Regions from separate parts of the Mus musculus genome. Here all the other regions are linked to region 1. Evidence: chromatin contacts called from public HiChIP or PLAC-seq data. All regions are on one chromosome and are shown on one strand. The core of a region is the stretch at or near the end of the contact, and the rest is flanking DNA. Distances in the headings are between cores, read along the strand shown.

Region 1 (3,941 bases), core at 900-3,399:
GGCAGGAGACAAGAGACACACGGAAGGGTTCGTTGGGGGCTGGGCAGGGAGGTGTCAGAGTGTTAGAAAATAATCCTCGCGTACCTAAGGGAAGGTCTGACAGTGGGCTACGTGGGCCCCACTTCCACCATCTCACCATCCTAGGCCCCCAGACAGTGTCCCTCTGCTGTGGAAGCCCCACACCCAGTCATACAGACTGATGGCTCAGCAGGAGACTGAGACAGACTTGAGGGTAAACCCGAATCCTGCCATACTTATATTAGCTATGTGACCTTAGGCAAGTCACCTCACCTCTCCGAATCTCAGCTTTTTCCTCAGTTAAACAGTTTTACCTTCAAGGGAGAAAAGTTGTCTGAATCCGTGTGCATAGACAGGAGAGGTTGCAGGGTCAGTCCTTGCAAGGTCATCTTCAGCCTTAACACTTATGCTCCCACCCGGCCCATGAATTGCTCCTCAGCCCCCACCTGCCTGAAGCTTTGGCATTTACAATCTCCATAACAACACATCTCTGCCCAGCTGCATTTATGCTCATTTAAGAGCACTAAGCACCCTGCCGCTTGATATAGCTAGCTTGACAAAGTTAAGGCCAGGCACATCCGCCCCGAGCCCTCAGGTTATCATTCTCATACAGCTCCCAAGTCCCAGAACTGAGGGCAATGACAAGGTCTGAAGTGAAGTCCGAGCCGGGCTGAGCAAGTCGCTGGGGTAAGGAGCTTATTAGAAGGGTCTAGAATGGACCGCCCAGCCTTTCTGTAAGGCTTTGACCACAGCAGGCTGCCTGGCCTGCTTGGCTTCTACCTCCTCAGCTGTGAGAGCCAGCTGAGCATCTGGGAAAGATGGAGTCTGGCCTAAGGTGTATAGACGGCCAAATCCACGGCTAAGGCCGATGCCAGGGTGTGAGGTCAGCACTCCAACAGAACCTGGGAAGAGTACAGTTCATACTCTTCACTTGTTTGTCCCACCACTACCAAGGCTCATCTTATCCCATTGCAGAAAAGGAAACCTAAGCCCAAACTAGGCCTAGCCCTTCTCCGTAGAGAGACTCAAATCTGCCTTGGCCCAGGGCTTATCCCACTGCCCCAACGGTCTCTCCTCTTAACTCCATTCTTCCATTGGCAGGGAAGACGTCCCCAAAAAAGTTCTTCAACAAACCCGGGCTCCTGTGACAAGTCCAAGAACCTCTTCCAAACTGGGGTCTGCCAGGATGCCTACCTGCTCCTCTCTGTCACACTCCCTGCCCATCCCACCCCATGCAGTAGAACCTTCCCTGTCTCTGGCAGCCACTCAGGGATCCGGCAGCGCCTCTACAGGGTAGCTTTGGAGTCAGGCCCAGGCTTCTGGGGTAAATGGCAAAGACAGGCAGGTGGGGTTCAGCTCCCTTGTGTGTCTGACTAGCATGGCCAGCCCATCCCTGCATCATCAGCATGGATCCCTCAGTCCTTACGGCGCGTGACACTGAGGGACAGACACCCAGAGCGCCAGCCAGCCCGAAGCAGCTTTCCAGGGGTTAAAATTGCAGCACCTTCCACAAGAGTTAAAAATGCAGTCCCGGGGCGCACAGTGATGTGGTCCACACCGTCCAGGATAGCTGCAAAGGAGCATCCCCTCCCGGCATCCCGTAGTCCCCTGGGGGCCGAGCGACTCCTGGGAGCTGGAGCGCGCGCGCGCGCGCGATCCCTTCCTAAGCCCCTCAAGTCCCTGCCCGGGGGGTTGTAGCACCCGCGGGTCCCCAGCGTGGCGACGATCTGCGCTGCTTACCTTTGTGACAGTCATACAGAAAGCGGGCGGTGGGGCTGGGCGCGGGCGGCGGCAGGCGGCTGGGCCGGGCTGGGGACCGCGCGCTCGGGAGGCCGCTGGCTGATGTCAGCCGCGGCCGAGCATCTATAATAGATGAGGCCGCCGCGCCGCAGGAAGGCGAGGCAGGAAGAAAGGCGGGCGGCGGGCCGCGCGGGGGGCGGGGAGGACCGACCGGGGACTCGCTACAAAGAGGAGGCGGAGGCAGAGGCGGGAGTGCAGTCCGGGCGCCTGACGGTCCCCAGCCCCGCGCGTCCAGGCGCTGCCCCCTCGGGCTCCTGGCACCTGCGGCCGGGGCCGTGGGCGGGGACCCGGCCTTCGGTGCCGCGTTGGCTCCGGGCGCCCGGTGAAGTCACAAGCTGGACGGGCGCGGCGCGCGGCCGGAGATGCCTTCCCAGGGCTGGTCGCCCCCTGGAGGTTCCCAAAGTCCACCCGCTACGGGTCCCGCAGCTGCCACACGAGTTCAGGGTGGCCAGGAGGGCTCGTGGAAGCACTCCTTCGCATCTCAGTGATGAGCTCGCCTAAGGCCAATGTGGTCCATGTTACATAGGAAGTGGCAGGACTTGAGTGTAAAGTACTTAGACAGAGGGGCATTGGGCCCAGTTGGCTCGCCAGACTCGCCCAGAGGCTCTCTGCTTGGTGGCAAGCTTCTTAGAGGTTTCCTTTGCAGATCCTGCGTTCTATAGTTATAGGGACACAGGGGGAGCTCTCTGTAAGAGAGGCAGGACCGACCCTCCTCAAGAGTGTTCACATCACTGGGGAGATGACAGGTACAGTTGCTCTAGGCAAATCCCAGCCAGGTTACCTACACCCTGTAGCAGCTGCAGGAATTTCAAGTACAATTGCCTGAATATGGCCATGCGAGTACCTGGGCAAAACCGGTTTGGACAGATAAGGAGCCGCTGCAACCACAGAGAAGGGAGGAGGGAATGAGGTATTTGGAGCATCTCTCTCTCTCTCTCTCTCTCTCTCTCTCTCTCTCCCCCCCCCCCCCGGGGGTTCTGAAGTGTGCCACCTGCTCTCAGAGTTTCTTCACTGCAGTCCAGTGTGAGCACCTGCCCCGGAGGAAGGTGCAGGAACAGGGAGGTAGGATGCCTGCTCCATTCCGCAGCTGTATTTCTAGAACAGTACTACACACAGTGACAACTACTATAAAGTGCTTTGGCATAGATCCCGATATTTTTATTTACAGTTTTTTTTGTTTTGTTTTATCTTAGTTTTTGTTGGTGTTTTGGGTTTTTTGGGGGGGCATCCCTAAGAATGAGCAGATTTCGTGGGGGGACGTACCTGGTCTGACACAGTGACAGAGCCAGGACTTGTGTCTGTGAGTTACAGAGTTCCTCCACAGCTGCTGCCATCTTTGAACTTCTTCTGCATCTTGGGAAGGGTATAAACACCTGTCCGTCTCCAGGGGCCTTGCAGCAACTTTACTAGGTCTCTAGGGAGAGCAGATGTAGCTTCAGGCCTCAGGCATTGGCTCTGCGCCAGACCCCTCCTAGGTGTAGTCATGCCAGGCCTCAAGTCTTTACTGCCTCACCCCCCCCCCACCCGCCCCAGAAATGCCGGCTTCATTCTCTGAACCCCATCCTTACCTGACATCCAACCACTGTACACTTAGTTCAGAGTCTCTGGGTTGTCTCCACATGGGACAGTACAGCAGGGAGCTAGCTGGCCCCTGGGTATGATTTATCTTCCTGCATGACCCTGTCTCAACAATAACGAAACTAAAGGCAAAGAATGTTTGAGAAAGATACCCATTGTGGACTTCTGGCCATCACAAGCATGTACATAGCACACACACACACACACACACACACAGAGACACACACACACACACTGCATCTCAATGATAGGGTGCTTGCCCAGTATGCATAAGGCTCCAGGAAAAGTTTAATGTCACCAGGAACAAATCAAGGATGATGTATGGAGCGGGGGAGATTGGATTAGTCAGTGAAAGTGCTTGCCAGGGAAGCCTGAGGCCCTGAGTTCAAATCCCCAGCTAAGTATTGCAGTGCATACCTGTATTCTCAGTGTGAATCAGGTGAAGGTAAGATGGTCCCTGGAACTTGCAGCCCAGCCTGTCTAGCTAACCAATGAGCCCTGGGTTCAGAGAGAGAGAGACCCTGTCTCAATTACAACAAAAATAA
Region 2 (3,941 bases), core at 1,023-3,522, 250 kb after region 1:
AACAGTTCAACAGCCGGGCGTGGTGGCGCACGCCTTTCATCCCAGCACTCGGGAGACAGAGGCAGGCGGATTTCTGAGTTCGAGGCCAGCCTGGTCTACAGAGTGAGTTCCAGGACAGCCAGGGCTACATAGAGAAACCTTGTCTTGAAAAACCAAAAAAAAAAAAAAACAACCAACCAACCAAAAATACCAGTTCAACAATAACATGTAAAGAAAGGGAGTTCGTTACATCAAAAGAGAGCAAGGTGGGGTCAGAGAAGGGAGTAGAGGAAGGAGGGGGCAATGCAATTTTAATCTTAAAAATTAAATAAGTAAATATATTTATATTTTAAAAGGTAGTTCATGGTCATCATCGGCTACATAGCAAGTATAAGGTCAGTTGACCCTAACCCCCACTCCCATAAAAAGGAAAGGAAGGAAAATTACAATTGCAACGGCTTCCCAGGGCTCCTGGGCACAACCCTAAGTTCCCCAAGTGACCCTGGGGCTCAGAAACCACACCTGCACAGACCAACACGAGGACATTGGTAGAAATAAGGACCAGCCAGGAGGGCTGTCAAAGAGTGGCAGTCATGGAGAATCAGGGGGAGCAGACAGCTAATGCCGAAGAGAGCACGGCTCATGGAGCCCATTACCCTCCTCCCGTTCACGCAGTTAGAGGTCAGCTGGGCAGAACTAGCTGTTGTGAGACCTGTCCCTCCTCACATCTCCCAAAGGGACAGGTGCAGCTCTACACTGCAGATGTGCCACCCTCTGCCCTGGGCAGTTGTGACAATATTGCCCTGGCCCCCTCTACTTGCAGGTCACATTTGAGATCTCCAAGCAAGAAGACTGGCAGGTCCCCATCTGGATCATCGTGGGCAGCACTCTGGGGGGCCTCTTGCTGCTGGCCCTGCTGGTCCTGGCACTGTGGAAGGTGAGGCTCCCGTAGGTAGGGACAGGAACAGTATCCCTGTCTGACCTCAAAGTTCTAGGCCTGTGCTTATGTTCCATTCTCCTGTCCCTGAGATCTGGCACTGCAGACTCCTTCAAGTGCTTGCCTGTTGCCATGACACCAAATGCCTTCCACAGCAGGCAAGACTAGTCATGCCTGCAAAGGCCAAACTATGGTTCCAAGCCTGTAGGGTTCCTCCTACCAGATTTTTTTTTTTTTAAAAAAAAGGTCTAAGCAATAAAACTGCACAAAATCTCCTTCAGCTCTGACCCTCTGTTTAAGAACTCGGGGCTCAATCTCCACCTGCTACAGATAAAGTGAGGGAGGCCCAAATTGGGATATTAACTAGGGCTGGGTGATCCAGCTTGACTTCTTGTCCCCTGGCCCAGGACTTCAGTTCACATACTGAATAAGGGAGTAAAGGTACTGAGGGTGAGCTGGGGGTATTTAGGGAAGCCCTCTTAGGGAGAAAATCTGAGGGGCTAACAGAGGAACAACAGATGACACCAATGTCGCCCAGCCTGTCCACCCCTCACATATTCCACTTTGCCTCCCCACAGCTCGGTTTTTTTAAAAGTGCCAAGCGCAAGAGGGAACCTGGCCTAGGCCCCATCCCCAAAGAGCTCAAGTGAGGATCCAGAGGAAGCTTCAAGTTGTTGGGGGCCCGACACCAGTCCGGGGGTGTGCAGGCCCGGGCTATGGCCTCAGAGCTGGAGCAAAGAGGACACCCATGGACTTTACATTGAGTTCATCTCTGGAGCAATGGCAACTGATCGCTGTGGGATGGACCTCCAGCCCGTGTTCGGAGTGACTTCTCTACTAGAGGCCAAGACCTCCAGTACAGATCCCTAAGGACTAAAAGGGACCCTCCAAGACCCACCGGTGGCCTTCCCCCAAGGCTCTGTGGAGGGAATCTGCTGCCCCAAACACTAAGGTGCTAGGGTTTTGTTGTCTTGCCCACCTCTGAAGAAACTCAAGGGGAAGCTAGCAAATACGAGCCCACTGTGCACGCCCTATCTGGACCTATAGCTTCAGGACTCCATGGCCCGGGAGCATAACCTCCGCCGCACCCCTTACCCTTGCTCTTGGTTCCCAAACCACAGCCATCCCTTCTCCACAGATAGACCCCAAAGATCTCTATGAGTGACCCAGAGTTGTGTGGCTTGATATGCCAGCTGCAGGCCAGTGATGGAAACACATCCAGGGACTGTGCCAAATGAACTGGAGGGAATCAGGATGCTGGGTACCTTCCAAACATCAGAAAGCAGCAGGGCTCTCCAGCAGTAACCACCACCCACTCAATCCTGCTCTCCAGCCTCCCCCGCAGCTCCTCTCAGCCGCTTTGGTTGCTAGGCAACTCGTGCTAGGGAGCCTGAGGAGGATGATAAAAATCCGTGGCTCTCCGTACCCTCTTGTCTGACAACTGCAGCTTGTCCCTGGTAGATGCACTGTGATAGGGAGCCTCTGTTTCTTACATCAGCACCTACACACACACACACACACACACACACACACACACACACACACACACACACGCACGCACCTCCCAACCATCAGCGTGTGGGAGAAGGGCTCCTGTAGGGGGCGCTGTGGGGGGCCTTCTAGGCATGCACTGAACAAAGCCCATGCAAGGCCCCTGGGAACCTTAAACCTCAGAGGCAGATAGGCATCTCGCCGGCCAGCTCTGGGATAAGCCCCAAGGACAAGGGGCATGCCGGATGCCCAGCAGAGTAATTTATGCCTTAACCTTTTGTTGAGATGGAAATGGACACATCAGTGTCCCCTGTCATCTGTTTCATCTGAACAATGTCATCTGTTCCCCTATGCGGTACGACCTTTACTGTCAGAAATATATTTAAGAAAATGTTCTAAACGGTATTTAAAAACAACCAACAACAGACATTCCACTCTGTGACAGAGCAAGGCTGCATTCTGTTTTAAAGAAGAAAGGGAGGAGGGTGTCTGCTCGGATCTAAATGTCGCGGGGACAGTCTTGTCCATTATACAGCCAGTCCTCTCCCAAGGTCTACCTGGCCTCTCTTGCGGTGACATCTCTGCATCTAGGTAGTGGGCACTGCTCACCCCACCATTGCCACCCACCCCATCTTTGGCCAGGGGCTGCCCCCACTCAGGTTCCCCGACCCTCCAGGCTGGGCCTTCAGTGCTGACCCACACACTGACTTAGGCCATTCTCGAAACAAAGCATCTCCATTCTATGCTCCTACTGGTAATTCACTTTTTCACAGCCTAACAAATAATTTAGAAAGTATTTGGGTTTTTTTTTTTTTTAACTTGTCTGTGTGTGTGTGTGTGTGTGTGTGTGTGTGTGTGTGTGTGTGTGTGTGAGCATGCATGTAGGCATGTGCACGTAGGTGCACAAGGTGGCCAGAAGAGGGCAGTGCAATCATTTTCCACAGCAAAATCAAGACTCAAACCAGGAATTTCATCTCCCCAGCTTCAGAAGGGCTAAATTGAAGGTCAAAGGTAAACCAAGTGAAGCTAAGCCCTGAGCTCAGAAGCCCACTTCCCTCTAACAGAAAATCAGTGGTCACCCTATGTGGTCACTGGTGAAGAGAACAAACAAACCACACTCAAAAGACTTGACTCAACAAGTCTTGTCTCCAACACTGTCAACTCTCACAGGAGCACTGCTTCAAAAAGCCTGATGTCCACGGGTTGGCATATTTTTGGAACCTGACACTTGTGCTTCTGATGCTAAACTGCACTAGGTATAACCTCTGGACTCCTTTCCTGCCATGTCCTCTGCCCACAATGAATAGTGAAATTTCTAGTACAATGGCATGGTAGCACACACCTGAATTCTCGAACTGTGAGGTGAAGGCAGGAGACCAAGCTCACCCTCCCTGACATAGCAATTCAAGGAGGACCACAGACTGAAGGAAGGTGAGTTTAGAACCAGCCTGGGCTACATAAAACCCTGTCTCAAAAATGAAACCCTGAAGCCAGGCATAGTGGCATACACCTTTGATTCCAGTACTCCAGAGGC
Region 3 (3,941 bases), core at 853-3,352, 140 kb before region 1:
TTGTGAGCTGCTGTGTGGGTGCTAATAATTAAACCCAGGTCTTTTGGAAGAGCAGTCAGTGCTCTTAACCACTGAGCCACATTCCAGGTTCAAAAGCAACTCAAGAGAGAAAGGGCTTATTTGTTTGTTTTTCTTTTTTCTTTTTTTAAAGATTTATTTATTATTATATCTAAGTACACTGTTGCTATCTTCAGACACACCAGAAGAGGGTGTCAGATCTCATTACAGATGGTTGTGAGCCACCATGTGGTTGCTGGGATTTGAACTCAGGACCTTTAGAAGATCAGCCAGTGCTCTTAACCACTGAGCCATCTCTCCAGCCCCCTTGTTTATTTTTCAAGACAGGGTTTCTCTGTAGTCCTGGCTGTCCTGGGAATCAGTCTGTAAACCCAGGCTGGCCTGGAACTCAGAGATCCACCTGCCTCAACCTCACTAGGGCTGGGACTAAAGACATGCACCATCACCACCCAGTGCTGTTTTCTTTTGTTTTTTTAGAATTATTTTACTTTTTTTTTTTAATTTTTGATTTTTTTGAGACAGGGTTTCTCTGTGTGGCCCTGGCTGTCCTAGAACTCACTCTGTAGACCAGGCTGGCCTCAAACTCAGAAATTCACCTACCTCTCTCTGCCTCCCAAGTGCTGGGATTAAAGGCATGCGTCACCACGCCCGGCCTTTATTTTACTTTTTAAACTATGTTTATGGGTATGGCTATGTGCAAGCAAGGGCAGGTGGATCTCCCTTGGAAGTCAGAAGGGGATGTTGGATCCCTGGAGCTGGAGATTCAGGCAGTTGCTCAGCTGCCTGAAGTGTTTGCCTCTGAGTTATCTCTCCAGCCTCACTTGGTTATTGAGACAAAGTGAAACTTTGTCCTGCAGTTTGCAGATCAGACTAGCTTTCTGCCTTTGCCTCCTTTGTGCTGGGATTACAAGCGCATGTCCCCATGCCTTTTTTTGGGGGGGGGTGTTCTTGGAACGTAACTCAAGTTCTCATGCCCACTCAGCAAGAACTTGGCCAACTGCACCATCTCCCAGTCTCCCAGTCTCTTGGTACATTTTCATCCCTTAGACCTTTCTGTCAGTCTTGTTGTGATTGAAATGTTCTTCGTAACTGATTCACATAGGATGCGTTTTTTTTTTTTATTACACACCCCTCTTGTATGAGCATTAAAAAAAGAAAACCAGTAGCAAAATTGATTGGTGATAGCATCCCTGAGACTTCTCCCGTCTTGCAAGCTGCTGCTTCCGTACTGCTGTGGCCCAGCTTCTGTGGCATCCACATTTCTGTACACAAAGCTGTGCTCTGTGTCAGCAAGAAGCTGGAGAGGCATCCTTCCTCCAAGGTCACTTCTTTTGTGTTCTTTGTAACTCTCCTCCTTGGCTGGCACTGACTTGCAAGTGCAGGCAATTACAGGCCCTCAAGATCTCTGCCTGGCTGGTAGGATGACGTCCAAGAAGGGACATAGGGTCAGAACACAACTGGGTGAGGTTTGTCTACTAACTGCTAGACTTCAGCATGTAGGAAGCCCTGGATCCCATCCCCTGCACTGTAGTAACGGGACATGGTGGGACATACATGTGATCCCAGCACCGAGGAGACAGAAGCAGGAGAATCCGAAGTTCAAGGTTATCTTCCACTACATAATGACCTTGGGCCATCTTTGGATACCTTAAGACTGTCTCAACAAAATAAATAAATAAATAAATAAATAAATAAATAAATAAATAAATAAATAAATAAATAAATAAATGAGGAGAGGTGGGGTGGGATGGGGAGAAATGAGGCTCCTGGAACCAGACAGAGTATAGGACACATGTTTGCTTGTGTGCATGGGACGTAGTGACCAACAGCCCTTTGGGATATAAATCATATTTTCTTCTTCTCTCTTTAAGTCTGGAAACGGAGCCTCAGAAGAGCGAAATAATTTGTGCAGCCCACCAGGGGAAGGGCTGCCATCCTGCTGTGTCAGGCACAGTGGATCTCTTGCTCCTTCCCCTTCCTCAACACAGTTCCCCCTCCCTCGGAAACTTCACAGGGTGCTCCAGGGTAACAGCTTGGGGTCCTGGTTCTCCAGCCACCCCAGTAGGGGTGCCAGCTACGATTACATCACTGAATAAACTTATGTTTCTGTGACTCATCCTCTCCCAGAGAACTGCAGGAAGCTGAGGCTCTCAATCCTTCACCGGTGGGTCCTTCTGTGGATCTAGAGCCGCTAGCCTTACGGCCCTCCCGCAGGGCACTCTGTTCTCGGAGTACCCTTCCCCAAAGCTGAACGTCCTTCCCACTTCCTGCCCACACCTGGGTTCGCACACGGGGCTGTGGGGTGGGTCTTTCTCCTGAGAGAGGATCTTCTCTTCTCTTTTGGAGACAGAGCCTTGTGTCTGGCCTCAAGCTTGTTATGTAGCTAAGGATGATTTTAAACTCCTGATCCCCCTGATTCTGTCTTCTGAGGTTTGGGATTATAAACTATACTTTCATGGTAGCATTATGTGGTGCTGGGGCTAGGAGAACTGCTGGGCGGGGGCTTTTCCAATAGTTCCCAAGCTCACTCTCTCCTCTCCTCTCCTCTCCTCCCCTCCCCTCCCCTCCCCTCCCCTCCCCTCCCCTCCCCTCCCCTCCCCTCCCCTCCCCTCCCCTCCCCTCCCCTCTTCTCCGCTCCGCTCCCCTCCCCTCCCCTCTTCTCCCCTCCCCTCCCCTCTTCTCTTCTTCCCTCTTTTTCCTCCCTCTCCCTCTCCCCTTCCCCTCTCGTGCTGTCACTGTGTATCCCATGCTAGCTTTGAATTTAGAGTCCTGGAAGAGGCTCTTCTGATGCCCATGAAAAATGATTCTCCTTCCTTTTCTCTCAGTCTCTGAGCTCCTCACCAACGCTCCAGTCCTGTCAGAAACACAAGAGAACAGCCCTGCAGTACAGGGCTCAGGGCTGTGTTTACAGATCTTAACACAGGGTCTGCTTCCCTGTGATCATTTTCTGCTGCTGCCCACATAAATTACCCCCAAATGAAGCTTATTCTGTAGATAATGCTAACCACAAACTCATAGAAATTCTCCTGCTTTTCTCCTAAGTGCCAGGATTATGGCTATGCACCGCCATGCCCATCTTCCCCCCCCCCACTCCTCTCCTCCCTAGCTCCTTCCCCCTCTTCCTCCTTCTCATCTCTTTTGGAGGCAGATATCATGTAACCCAGGCTGGTCTCAAATTCACAATGTAGCAGATCAGCCTGCTTTCTTATACAACCCAGGACCACCCACAGCAGGTTGGGCTGTTCTACAGCAATCATTAGTGAAGAAAAGCCTCACAGACTTGCCTACAGGCCAGTCTTACCAAGGTGTTTTTCTAAGATCCCCTCTTCCCAAATGATTCTTGGAGTGGAAACTTAAGGTTTTTTTTTTTTTAGAGAGTCAGTTGTGTTGGATGGTGTTTTGCTGGGGCAAACACATGAAAGTGTTTTTCTGAAGTGGACACAGATGAAAGGCTAAGGCAGACTTGTGAAGGAACATTTTACTGGAGCAGACAATGGAGAGAGGATATTCTGCTAAAGCACACACGTGAAAGGGCACACGATGAAGGATTCTTTACTAACTACACACATCTACTGGTCCTCCTTACATTGCATAGTTGAGCTGCATTTGTCAGGACTCCATAAAGAGAAATGCACCCAAAAACTTCTGGTGGTGCGCTGCAGTTTCTTGCTGCTTCCAAGGGCTGATTGGCAGAGTGATGTCAGCTGAGACAGACTCATGGGCTGAGGTAAGACACAAGCTAAGGGAAGACCATGGAGGACACGGGAAGTTTGGAGGGCATATATATAGTACTGGATTGAGCAGAGCTTGGCTTGCCAGTACAGCCAGCTGTGCAATGCTTTTTGGTCTCTCTCACGTGAGAGAGACACAGTCGAGAACTTCTCCTGGTGTTCCTCTGGGTCCTTCCTGCTGACGCATGCGGA

What was found. HiChIP or PLAC-seq counts read pairs in DNA pulled down with a chosen protein or histone mark.
Region 2: a contact with region 1 is called in an H3K4me3 HiChIP or PLAC-seq map of forebrain, with 3 times the contacts expected there. The contact joins the enhancer-like site here to the promoter of Coro2b in region 1. A contact is called at or near these places in 6 of 39 promoter capture datasets (the 3T3-L1 cell line, 3T3-L1-derived adipocytes, frontonasal cranial neural crest and 2 more), 1 of 15 datasets of contacts at CTCF or cohesin (the NIH/3T3 cell line), 2 of 484 Hi-C or Micro-C datasets (Th2 cells and cortical neurons) and 1 of 115 datasets of contacts at active chromatin or transcription factors (forebrain).
Region 3: a contact with region 1 is called in an H3K4me3 HiChIP or PLAC-seq map of stem cell-derived neural progenitor cells, with 22 read pairs. The contact joins the enhancer-like site here to the promoter of Coro2b in region 1. A contact is called at or near these places in 10 of 39 promoter capture datasets (the 3T3-L1 cell line, 3T3-L1-derived adipocytes, the HPC-7 cell line and 4 more), 8 of 484 Hi-C or Micro-C datasets (B cells, CD8 T cells, the G1E-ER4 cell line and 5 more), 10 of 115 datasets of contacts at active chromatin or transcription factors (bone marrow-derived dendritic cells, craniofacial prominence, double positive thymocytes and 4 more) and 4 of 9 other capture datasets (adipose tissue, embryonic stem cells, liver and 1 more).

The regions. Positions count from the first base shown.
Region 1 is chr9:62,534,895-62,538,835 of GRCm38.p6, forward strand. It overlaps Coro2b (coronin, actin binding protein, 2B), which reads right to left and starts at 2,150. Exons shown (of 12, transcript NM_175484.3): 1 at 1,759-2,150. The coding sequence starts at 1,773. It overlaps Gm39352 (a long non-coding RNA gene), which reads right to left. Exons shown (of 4, transcript XR_870833.1): 3 at 3,387-3,894; 4 at 2,987-3,232.
Region 2 is chr9:62,781,134-62,785,074 of GRCm38.p6, forward strand. It overlaps Itga11 (integrin alpha 11), which reads left to right. Exons shown (of 30, transcript NM_176922.5): 29 at 803-916; 30 at 1,495-2,846. The coding sequence ends at 1,566. Among named protein-coding and RNA genes, the nearest start is that of Fem1b, 29 kb to the right of the region's middle. Within about 2 kb of position 2,273, at least 87 of the 459 cell types and tissues checked have an H3K27ac peak or open chromatin away from gene starts, as enhancers often do. A contact at or near this core is called in cortical neurons and forebrain, where this site is marked.
Region 3 is chr9:62,398,614-62,402,554 of GRCm38.p6, forward strand. No RefSeq gene overlaps it. Among named protein-coding and RNA genes, the nearest start is that of Gm40523, 15 kb to the right of the region's middle. Within about 2 kb of position 2,103, at least 23 of the 459 cell types and tissues checked have an H3K27ac peak or open chromatin away from gene starts, as enhancers often do. A contact at or near this core is called in stem cell-derived neural progenitor cells, where this site is marked.